2 separate regions of the Mus musculus genome follow, and region 1 is linked to region 2. The links are chromatin contacts, called in public HiChIP or PLAC-seq maps. All regions are on one chromosome and are shown on one strand. The core of a region is the stretch at or near the end of the contact, and the rest is flanking DNA. Distances in the headings are between cores, read along the strand shown. Region 1 has its middle 4.6 kb from the start of Gm31449. Region 2 holds the start of Rundc3b (RUN domain containing 3B).

The links. HiChIP or PLAC-seq counts read pairs in DNA pulled down with a chosen protein or histone mark.
Region 1: a contact with region 2 is called in a FOXA1 HiChIP or PLAC-seq map of pancreatic cancer cells. The contact joins the enhancer-like site here to the promoter of Rundc3b in region 2. A contact is called at or near these places in 1 of 39 promoter capture datasets (pre-B cells), 2 of 115 datasets of contacts at active chromatin or transcription factors (memory CD8 T cells and pancreatic cancer cells) and 2 of 9 other capture datasets (adipose tissue and embryonic stem cells).

What each region holds. Positions count from the first base shown.
Region 1 is chr5:9,066,432-9,071,838 of GRCm38.p6, forward strand. No RefSeq gene overlaps it. Among named protein-coding and RNA genes, the nearest start is that of Gm31449, 4.6 kb to the right of the region's middle. Within about 2 kb of position 3,395, at least 129 of the 459 cell types and tissues checked have an H3K27ac peak or open chromatin away from gene starts, as enhancers often do. A contact at or near this core is called in adipose tissue and pancreatic cancer cells, where this site is marked.
Region 2 is chr5:8,620,571-8,626,356 of GRCm38.p6, forward strand. Rundc3b (RUN domain containing 3B) reads right to left here and starts at 2,382. Exons shown (of 11, transcript NM_001347311.1): 1 at 1,918-2,382. The coding sequence starts at 2,042. The region is part of intron 2 of Abcb1a (ATP-binding cassette, sub-family B (MDR/TAP), member 1A); the gene reads left to right.

The sequences.
Region 1 (5,407 bases), core at 2,145-4,644, 450 kb after region 2:
TAGTGATACTTTGACTTCTTTCTTTCCAATTTGATCTCCTTTAGTTGCCTTATCCTATTGCTCTAGGTATATCAAATAGATATTCAGAGAGTGGGAAACCTTGTCTTGTTCTTGATTTATGTGGGATTGCTTTAAGTTTCTCTCCATTTAGTTTGATGCCTGCTATATATTGCCTTTTTTGTAGCTTGTATCTCTCCTGATCTCTCAACAACTTTTATCATGAAGGGGTGTTGGATTTGTCAAAATCTTTTTAAGCCTCGAATGCGATTACCATGTGATTTTTTTCTTTCAGTTTGTTTGAAAATGCTTCCCCCCCCCTTTTTTTCCCATTGAATGGTTTTAGCTTCTTTGTCAAAAATCAAGTGTCAGTAGGTGTTGGGGGTTAGTTCTTGGTTTACATTGGTAGAGTTTTCTATTGTTGAAACATCCCTGCATCTCTAGAATGAAACCTACTTGATAATGGTAGATGATCCTTTGATGTGTTCTTGGATTCAGTTTGTGTTTTATTGAGTATTTTTACATCAATGCTCATGAGGGAAATTGATCTAAAATTTTCTTTATTGAGTTTTCCTGTGGTTTAGGTAGAAGTGTGACTGTGGCCTCATAAAATGAATTTGTCAGTGTTCCTTCTTTTCTGTTTCTCAAAGAACCAATACTTTTGTTTCCTTTCCTCAATTCTTTGTATTGGTTCTCTTTGTTTCTATTTGAGTATAGAGTTGTTCAGTTTCTATGAGTTTGTAGGCTTTCTGTTGATTCTGTTGGTGTTGAAGTCCATGGTAGTCTGATAAGATGCAGAGGGTTATTCCACTTTTCTTTTATCTATTGAGACTTTCTTTGCTACCAAGTTTTGTGAGCAGTTTTGGAGAAGGTTCTCTGAGGCTCTGAGAATAAGTTATATCTTGTGTTTTTGGGTGAAATGTTTGTAGATATCTGCTAGGTTTACTTGAGTTTTAGCATCCGTTAGTTCCATTATTTCTCTGTTTAGTTTCTGTCTAGATGACTTGTCCATTGGTGAGAGGTGTGTGTTGAAGTCTCCAACTATTAATGTGAAGAGTTCAATGTGTGATTTAAGCCTTAGTAATGCTTCTTTACAAATATAGGTGCCCTTTCAGTTGGAGCATAGATATTCAGAATTAAGACGTCATCTTGGTGGATTTTTCCTTTGATGAGTATGAAGTGTCCTCACATTTATTTTCATTAATTTTGGTTTAAAGTATATTTTGACAGATACTAGAATGTCTACACTAAGCTTGCTTCTTGGGGCCATTTGCTTGGAAATCTTTTTCCAGCCTTTTACTCTGAGGTAATGTATATCTTTAATGTGGAAATGTGTTTTTTGTATGTGACAGAATGGTGGATCCTATTTTTATATCTATTCTCTTAACCCGTATCTTTTTACTGAGGAATTAAGTCCATTTTTATTGAGAAATATTAATAACTAATAATTGTTAATTCCTGTTATTTTGATGTTGGGGTGTGTGTGTGTGTGTGTGTGTATGTGTGTGTGTGGGTGTGTGCATGTGTGTGTTTTCCTTCTGTTGAATTTGCTGGTGTGAAATTATTTATTTCTTGTGTTTTCTTTGGTGTAGTTAAACTCCTTGGGTTGGAGTTTTCCTTCTTAGGGCTGGATTTGTGGCTAGATGTTTAAACTTGGCTTTGTCATGAAATGTATTGTTTTCTCCATCTATAGTGATTGAAAGTTTTGCTGGGTATAGTAGTCTGTACTGACGTTTGTGGTCTCTTAGAATCTGCAAGTCCTCTCCCTAGGCCTTCTGGCTTTTAGAGTCTCTGTTGAGAAGTGAGATGTAATTCTATTAAGTCTGCCTTTATATGTTACTTGACCCCTTGTAGCTTTTAATATTCTTTCTTTGTTCTGTACTGTTAATGTTTTTATTATTATGTGGTGGGAGAATTTTCTTTTCTGGTCTAATCTATTTGGTGTTCTATAAGCTTCTTATACATTTATAGGCATCTCTTTCTTTAGGTTAGGGAAATTTTCTTCTATGATTTTGTTGAAAATATTTTCTGGGCCTTTGAGCTGGGAATTTTCTCCTTCTTCTATCCTTAGTATTCTTAGGTTTGGTCTTTTTATAGTATCCCAGATTTCCTAGATGTATTGTGTCAGGAGCTTTTTAGCATTTACATTTTAGATTTGACATTTTGAATGATATATCAGTTTCTTCTACCATATATTCTATGTCTGAGATTCTCTTTTCCATCTCTTGTATTCTGTTGGTGATGCTTGTGTCTGTAGTTACTGCTCACTTACCTAAATTTTTTATCTCCAGGATTCACTCAGTTTGAGATGCCTGAATTACATCTCACTTCTCAAAAGAGACTCCATGGTGAGCAAGACAGGTACATCTCAATTTGTGGTCTTAGCTAATGTGAGAACACGGAGGTGGCAAGACAGGCAGAGGCAAGAACACAGGGGCTCTCTCAGGGGCACTTTCTGTGAAGGGCCAGCAGCCTTTGAGTTTTTGACAAGGCTAGCCACAGTGCAGAAAATTAACAACACTTCTCCTTTCAAATGAGGGTGCTTTGCTCAGTTCCTGCTCCGTATGGAACAAGCTGCCCTCTGGCACGGCCCACCTTGTGGTTGCTGGGAGCTTAGTAATCATGTCTGCCAAATTCTGGCAATTGTCCTGGTAGTTGCTGAGCTTGTGAGTCATTCCTTTTCCTCATGCTGACTCAGTGGCCAAAGCATGAGCAGTTGGGCACTTCTGCAGGATAGAACAAAACAAGGTTCAGATTTCACATCAAACCTAAACAGATAGGCTAAAGGCTGGATGTGGAAAGCAAAACTGAAAGACAGAGCAAAGTGTAACAGGGCTTCTGGGATCTTGAACCAAAAATGCTTTTTAAAAATAAAGCACATGAAGTGTAAACACTGAGGAAAAGATTAATAGATTGTGTCAAAATTAAAACTCCTGTGTATCAAAAGATGTAGGGGGCACAGAGGTCCTTGCATTCACAGAGAAGCAGTAAGAGAGCAGTTAATCACACAGGGGTTTCTCCTCAATGGAGGAGACAAAATCAAATACCTGCATTCCATCCAGAAAGCTGAGAATGGATTTTCTTAATGATCTGTTGATCTTTTTGCTATCTGTGGACACAGACCTCACCCAGTTTTTGCTACAGAGGCAGACCTCACTCAACCCCCCCAGAATGATTATCCCAGACTCTTCCCTCACTAGACCATCATAAGGGGAGATGTCACAAGTATTTTATGGCCTGCTGACCTCTGTGCTATCGGTCAGAGACCACATTAGATTCTAGCTATAGAACCCACCCTCATGGTCACATGTACTCTGTAAAGGAGCTCCTGTGTACTCACACCTTACGATTTATCGTGCCCCTGGAATTGGACTGATTGGACTGATTGTTGCCTGGAAACCTTTTCCCACGTGGTACTGTGTACAATGGACTGCTTGCCATCAGACTCCCTGAAGTCTGATCCAGGTTGACAAAGTCAATGTGCTCCAGGTCTTCATTCTCTCTGCACATTCTTCCCCCTGTCTGACACCTTCAGGGAGCCTCTCAAAAAGAAACCTTCAAAAGCTGAAAATGAAAACAGTTGTTCAGCATGCAGGCGGGCGGGGTTGACAAGTAGGAGACTGATGTGCTGAAAGCTTGCTGATTAAGTGCCATGCAGTCAGGAGGGTGTTACTGGAGTAAGCTTTGAGGTTTCAAATGCTCAAGCCAGGCCCAGGCTCTCTCTCCCTTACTGCTGCCTGCAGATTTAGAACCCTCAGTTACTTCTCCAACACCATATCTGCTTGCATGTCACTATTCTTTCCACCATGAAAATAACGGACTAAACCTCTGAAGCAATAATCTGTCCCCTGTTAGATATTTTCCTTTATAAGAGCTGTCATTGCCATAGCAATAAAACGCAGCTAAGACAAACATTCTCATGAGACAAAAGCAGAAAGACCTGGAGCTGTCAGATCTGACTGAAGTAAAGGGAGGTGTGACAGCATTAAAGTCTCATTCTCACACTTAGCAAAAGGTAGGATTCCAGCGAAGAAAAGCCACCTCCAAAGAGCTTCAGCAAGATGTTGTCTAGAAATGGGGCCGTGGTGCAGGGGACAGAGGCTTTGAAGGGCACAGAGAGGCAGATACCATGTAAATAAAGAGATTTGACTGCATATTCATATAGTTTTATAAGTTCAGGAGGCAGAGTCTCTTTTTAAACTGTTTTTTTTTTGTACAGTCAGGATAATTCCAGTGGCCAGGTTTATCACAAAGAATATTTATGTACATTTCTAGAAATTAATGTGGAACAAAATATTTCTACATGGCAGCAATTCAACTTTGTTTTTGAAAAGGTTGATTACAGAAGGTTATGTTATTAGTGCATCAACTGATACATGATATTCAGTGTCTCACAGAATCTATGTGGTGCAATTAACTAGCTTTTTGGGATAGCTTATTTTTCGTTTATTCATCACTGACTCCCAGAGATGCTTAACTGAGGAAGGGTGACTCATTCATGGCGTGAGCAGCCCCATCACATAATATGGGACAGAGACTTAATATAAACAGAAAAGAAGAGAGAAGGCAGATTAGGACCATCTTCATTGATCTCTGCTTCCTGGCTGTGGAGAGGATGTAACCAGCTCGCATGCAGCTCTCTCATGCCCCTGCTGTGAGGCCTTCCCTGCCATGAGGAACCTCAAACTATGAGCCAAACAAAAATAAGCAGATCAACACATCCTTCCTTCCTAAGTTACATATTGCCATGCTTTGGTCACAGCCATAATTTAAAAGTATGTCACCAAAGACTCAAGTAACCACTATTCTATTCCCAGCTTCTACAGTCACTGACTTTTTATGTTGTCTTTCCCATGTAATGCCGTCTGATTATATTCATGTCTTAAATGACAGAATTTCACTTTTATGGGTTAATAGTACTATGTATATAGATGTACTATTTCTTTATCTTTCCATCAGTTGAAGGCTACTTATGTTCCTTCACCTCTAATTTCCTTGGTTGTGCTAGAAACATGGAAGTGCAGATGTCTCATCAAAACATTGATTTTATTTTCTTTGGCTATATTACCCAATAGTGTGAGTGCTGGATCAAAGGAAGTTGCATTTCCTCTTTAAACACTATTGTCTATGTATGGGTGTATTGTCTGTGTGTATGGCTGTGTGCCATGTGTGTGCCAGGGGCCTTGGCAGGCCAGAAGAGAGCATCAGATTCCTTGGAACCGGAGTTACAGATGGTTGTTAACTATCATATGGATCCTGGGAATTGAACCTAGATCCATTGGAAGATCATTCAGTACTCGTTACTGCCTATCTATCGCTCTAGTCTGTTTTTCCCCTTTTGGAGCATGTCTTAGTTAGGGTTTTACTGCTGAGAACAAACACCATGACCAATGCAAGCCTTATAAAGGAC
Region 2 (5,786 bases), core at 1,132-3,631:
ATTTTGGAGTTGTGTGTGAAAATTTAGAGTTCTCAAATAACCTATTTCCTCTCCAGTACAACCTATGAAAAAATAAACTAAATATTTATTTGGTAAGTATTATACAGTGGTTTTAGTCTACAATATATAAGAGTTCTCTGTAAAAAATTGAATTACACATACACACACAATCATAATGAACCCAAAATCAATTTAGTTCTTTTCCTGACTATCTTAAAGCCTAATTCCAAAATTCAAAACAGTAAAAAATATTGTACTTGTATATGTCATTAAATATACAGAATTGTATAGTTTTATGATATAGCACTGAAACTATATCTAACTTTTTAAGGGAAAAAACTTTACTGTGCAAGTATAAGAAATTATATGTAGTGGTTGGCAGTTTTGTTTGTTCTAGTTTTATAAATTCCCGTTTTTCCAGGACATCAATAAAGAATCACAAAATGGGACCACAATTCAAATGTTTGTTTAGAGAAAAATGCATGTGCCTCACCTATCTGCTACAAATATTTTTCTACCATTATCACCGTGCTCATATTTGGAAACATTAAAAACCAAATATGATCAAATGATGCTTGATGGCTATCATTCATTTTAAGTCCATTATTTGAAATTCCTAGAAATCTAGTCCAACATTATTGTATAGCTGACAAAACAATGAAGATAATGAGGAGATGGTACTAAGACACTAACTAATGACAACATTTGTTATGAGCTCGTTACATTTCCACTAGATCAACTTGGTCCACCTTCCAATGTTAAACCATCGGGAAGTTTGAGTCCGCTGAAGCTCTGATGCAGCATAAATGATTCAAGAAGCACAGGTTAGGCTGGAACCTGCTTTGAAACTCATTTCTTTAAAAAAATAATTTTAATATCTTTAAAAGATAAGACTACCCAACTAGCTTATTTTTCTATGAATCTAACATAGAAATTTGCCTCAATTTAAAACAATGTAATAAAGCCCATCTGTCCCAAAAGCTTGTATTCTACACAGCACAAATGATAAATATAGTCTATATTACTTTACCACTTACAATGCAAACTGTGAGCAAAGCTCTTCCTGAAAGATGAGCATTCATTAGAATCCAACTTTTTAAAAGTTGCTTAAATACTGAATGTCATTCCTACTACAGATATCTGCAATCTGCTTAAGATGCTAGCCACGATTTTACATAAGGAAAAAAAAAAATAGACATAAGCCAGAGAGGCAGGAAAGGTTTCATCATTTACCTGATAACAAGAGAATTATCAGTAGTTGATGATTAACCAGTATGATGGAACAAAATCATTTTTAACAGAGCGTATTGGCTCTGAGTAGTTACTAAGAGATGGATGCCTAGAATATTATAAGACTTAAAGAAAATTTATCAGCTTGTTCAAAATCAGTTTTTTTCTGAATTCTTGATTTATAGATAGTGATGATCTATTTCTATAATTCCTGGAGGAAGGGCTACATTTACAACCAGGAAGCACTTAAATAAATGCCCAAAAGGACTGACCAGGAGTCTTCCACAATTGCACAAGCACTGTAGTTGACAAGACTTAGATACCCAATACAGATAAGGGCCGAGGGAGAGGAGTGAAAATGCGTACGCCAACAAGCGACAGCAAGAGAACGCACAGGGATTTGGGGACATCTCAGTAACTACTACAGCAGCTGGATGCTGCTCTTCCTCCGCCCTCTTCTCCTCAGACGCAAGCTGGCCGGTTCCAAACGGTTCCTCCCCGGCTCCGCCCCGGCCCTCCCCGGGCAGCCTCCAAGCGAGGACCCTGAGACGCGAGGGCTAGCCCACGGCCTCGCGGGGAGAGGCTCCCGCCCCTCTGCAGGGCCCCGCTGGCCCGCGGACACGCGCGGCACGGGCCGCAGCGCCGAGCCCCAGCACCTCCCTCAGCCCGGCGCCCGCAGCCCCGCACCTGCACACGGTGATCAGGTTCCTCCTCTCCACCGCAGCGTTGCGGGCGCTCAGGCTCTTCTTGCCGCCGCCGCCGCCGCCGCCGCCGCGGCTCCCGCTCAGGCCCCCCAGGCTCCGGGAGGCCATGGCGGGCTCACCTCCGCGCCCCCTTTGTCTCCAGCGGTCCCGCAAGCCTCGCACACCTGTGTCCCCCGGCCTTCTCTCAACGATGGCAGCCCGCCGGGCGGGAGAGAGGCGAGGAAGGAGGCGCGGAGTAGGCAGGGTGTGGAAGGCAGTCAGTCGGGCACCGGTACCCAGGCTCCACGCGCGCGTGCACACACACTCACACACGCTCTCTCACACATACACACGCGCTCACTCACACGCACGCACGAGCCACCTCCACCCTCGCTCGCGCGCGCGCGCGCCGCCGCCGCCGTCCACGAGAGAAGCGCGCGCGGGCGGGCGGGCGGGAGGGCGGGCTCCGAGTCTCCAGGGACGCCGCACCAGCGCCCGGGCGAGCCTGTCACCCCGCAGGCCTAACCGCACGTCATTCTTCCAGCAGGGCGGAGCCGCTGAGGTGAAGCCCCCCTCCCCACGCCTGTCTCACTCAGCCCCCGCCCCCTGCACCTATGGGAACAAGGCCGCTACGGAGAGAGCCAATGACGAGAGGTGGGGGCGGGACCCGCCCCAGGAGCTTTTAAAGAGGCTCGCTTAAGCCCCGCCCTGGCGCGTGGGCCTCTGTCAGAACGCGGGTCGGCTCGTGCAGCACCTTGGTGAGCCCGGCGAGGCAGCCTTGGCTTGGAAAGCCGGCTTTGCTGTGCCTACTCCACGGTGACTGTGGTCCATAGTCACCCTGACAAGGCTAAGTTCATGGCAGATTCCTGGTCCTGAGGCTTCAGTAGCCTCAGCAGGAGAATGCCATAGTTGGGTGGGGTGGGAAGTGGGGGTTACCTAGAATAGAAGAAGAGTTCCATTTGTCCCAAACGCCCCCTTTGAACCTGACAAACAACGACACAGTGGCATCAGGGAGTGCGCCCATGGCATTTCTCTTCCCGTGAATCTGGTCAGAATTCACCTCATCTTACTCAGTGTCCAGCACAGCCTTGAAACCACATTGACCATAGAAAAACGAGTGTAGTGGGGATGTCCAGTCTTGGGTTCTGTGCAGTGAGATCTGAACTGAATTGCAGCTCGTGAGCCATGGAGGAGGTTTGTCAAGGGCAGAGGGAAATCCTGCCTTGGAGTCCCAATAAGCCCCTTGGGAGGACCACTTTGTAGTCTCTACTTCTCTGGCTTTACCTCTGGCTTTACCTATGGGAGGCTACGGGCTTGAGACCCTGACCTCTGACATTCACCTCAGACTGCCTGTAAGTATGTCCAGACTTCAGGTTTTGTTTGTTTGTTTGTTTGTTTTTAAATTTTGAAAATCTAAAATCAGGACAAAGTCTCACCTCTACCTCTTAAATATAATTATGTTAAAATAAAAATTAATTATTAAGAAAATTTCTACAAGGGAGCTAAAACCATCCAGTGGAAAAAAAGACAGCATTTTCAACAAATGGTGCTGGCACAACTGGAGGTTATCATGTAGAAGAATGCAAATTGATCCATTCCTATCTCCTTGTACTAAGGTCAAGTCTAAGTGGATCAAGGAACTCCACATAAAACCAGAGACACTGAAACTTATAGAGGAGAAAGTGAGGGAAAGCCTCAAAGATATGCACAGGGGGAAAATTCCTGAATAGAAGAGCAATGGCTTGTGCTGTAAGATCAAGAATTGACAAATGGGACCTCATAAAATTGCAAAGCTTCTGTAAGGCAAAAGACACTGCCAATAAGACAAAAAGGCCACCAAAAGATTGGGAAAGGATCTTTACCTATCCTAAATCAGATAGGGGACTAATATTCAATATATATAAAAAACTCAAGAAGGTGGACTCCAGAAAATCAAATAACCCCATTAAAAAATGGGGCTCAGAGCTAAACAAAGAATTCTCACCTGAGGAATACCGAATGGCTGAGAAGCACCTGAAAAAAATGTTCAACATCCTTAATCATCAGGGAAATGGGAATCAAAACAACCTTGAGATTCCACCTCACACCAGTCAGAATGGCTAAGATCAAAAATTCAGGTGATAGCAGATGCTGGCGAGGATGTGGAGAAAGAGGAACACTCCTCCATTGTTGGTGGGATTGCAAGCTTGTATAACCACTCTGGAAATCAGTCTGGTGGTTCCTCAGAAAATTGGACATAGTACTACCAGAGGATCCCACAATACCTCTCCTGGCCATATATCCAGAAGATGTTCCAACTGGTAATAAGGACACATGCTCCACTATGTTCATAGCAGCCTTATTTATAATAGCCAGAAGCTGGAAAGAACCCAGATGCCCCCCAACAGAGGAATGGATACAGAAAATGTGGTACATTTACACAATGGAGTACTACTCAGCTATTAAAAACAATGAATTTATGTAATTCCTAGGCAAATGGATGGACCTGGAGGGCATCAGCCTGAGTGAGGTAACCCAATTACAAAAGAACTCACATGATATGTATTCACTGATAAGTGGATATTAGCCTAGAAACTTAGAATACCCAAGATACATTTTGCAAAACACATGAAACTCAAGAAGAACGAAGACCAAAGTGTGGACACTTCCTTCGCCCCTTCTTAGAATTGGGAACAAAACACCCATGGAAGAAGTTACAGAGACAAAGCTTGGAGCTGAGATGAAAGGATGGACCATCCACACCCGGGGGTCCATCCCATAATCAGCCACCAAACACAGACACTATTGCATAAGCTAGCAAGATTTTGCTGAAAGGACCCTGATATAGCTGTCTCTTGTGAGGCTATGCCAGTGCATGGCAAACACAGAAGTGGATGCTCACAGTCAGCTTTTGGATGGAACACAGGGCCCCCAATGGAGGAGCTAGAGAAAGTACCCAAGGAGCTGAAGGGATCTGCAACCCTATAGGTGAACAACAATATGAACTAACCAGTACCCCCAGAGCTCGTGTCTCTAGCTGCATATGTAGCAGAAGATGGCCTAGTCGGTCATCATTGGGAAGAGAGGCCCCTTGGTGTTACAAACTTTATATGACCCAGTACAGGGGAACTCCAGGGCCAAGAAGTGGGAGTGGGTGCGTAGGGGAGGGGGGTGGTATAGGGGACTTTCGGAATAGCATTTGAAATGTAAATGAAGAAAATACCTAATAAAAAATTGGAAAAAAAAAAGAAAATTTCTAGAGCAAAGGATGGTGGCATACTTCTACAACCCCAGAATTCTGATAATATAGGTAGAAGGAATACCTTGCTTTGTTTTGTGTTGTTGTGTCCAAACTATCTGACATACAGTTTGAGAAAGGAAGCGCTTATTTGGGTACATGCTTCAGAAGTTTCATGGCATGGAAGGGTTTAGGAGAGCACTGAAGCTGACTTCAAATCTGAGAGGATGTGGAGTATGGAAATCCATCAGGGATAAGACAACTAACTCCAGGACCTTCTCTCAGTGACCTGCTTCCTCCAAGTAGGTCCCACTGTCCAAAGTTTTCACAACCTTCCAAAATAAAACCACCAGGTGGGGACAAACATTTGAGGCCTGTGCCTCTGAGGAACATTTCAGATGCAAATTGAACACTAGGCCCTGTCTCAAAAAGATATAGGGAGTAGGAAGATGTCTGAAGTCAAACGGTAGGCAACCTTAGTAGATTTGGGAGGGAAGCATCTATCAAGAAGTTGAATGTGGTTACACATTTTAAAATAAAAAAGTGAGATTGCCTTCTGGCATCAAGTGCACCTTCATGTTACTTGTACTATGACCATTGGATTTCTGACTGAAGACAGGAAATTTTTCTTATCAGGCTACAACGTTAATTTTCAT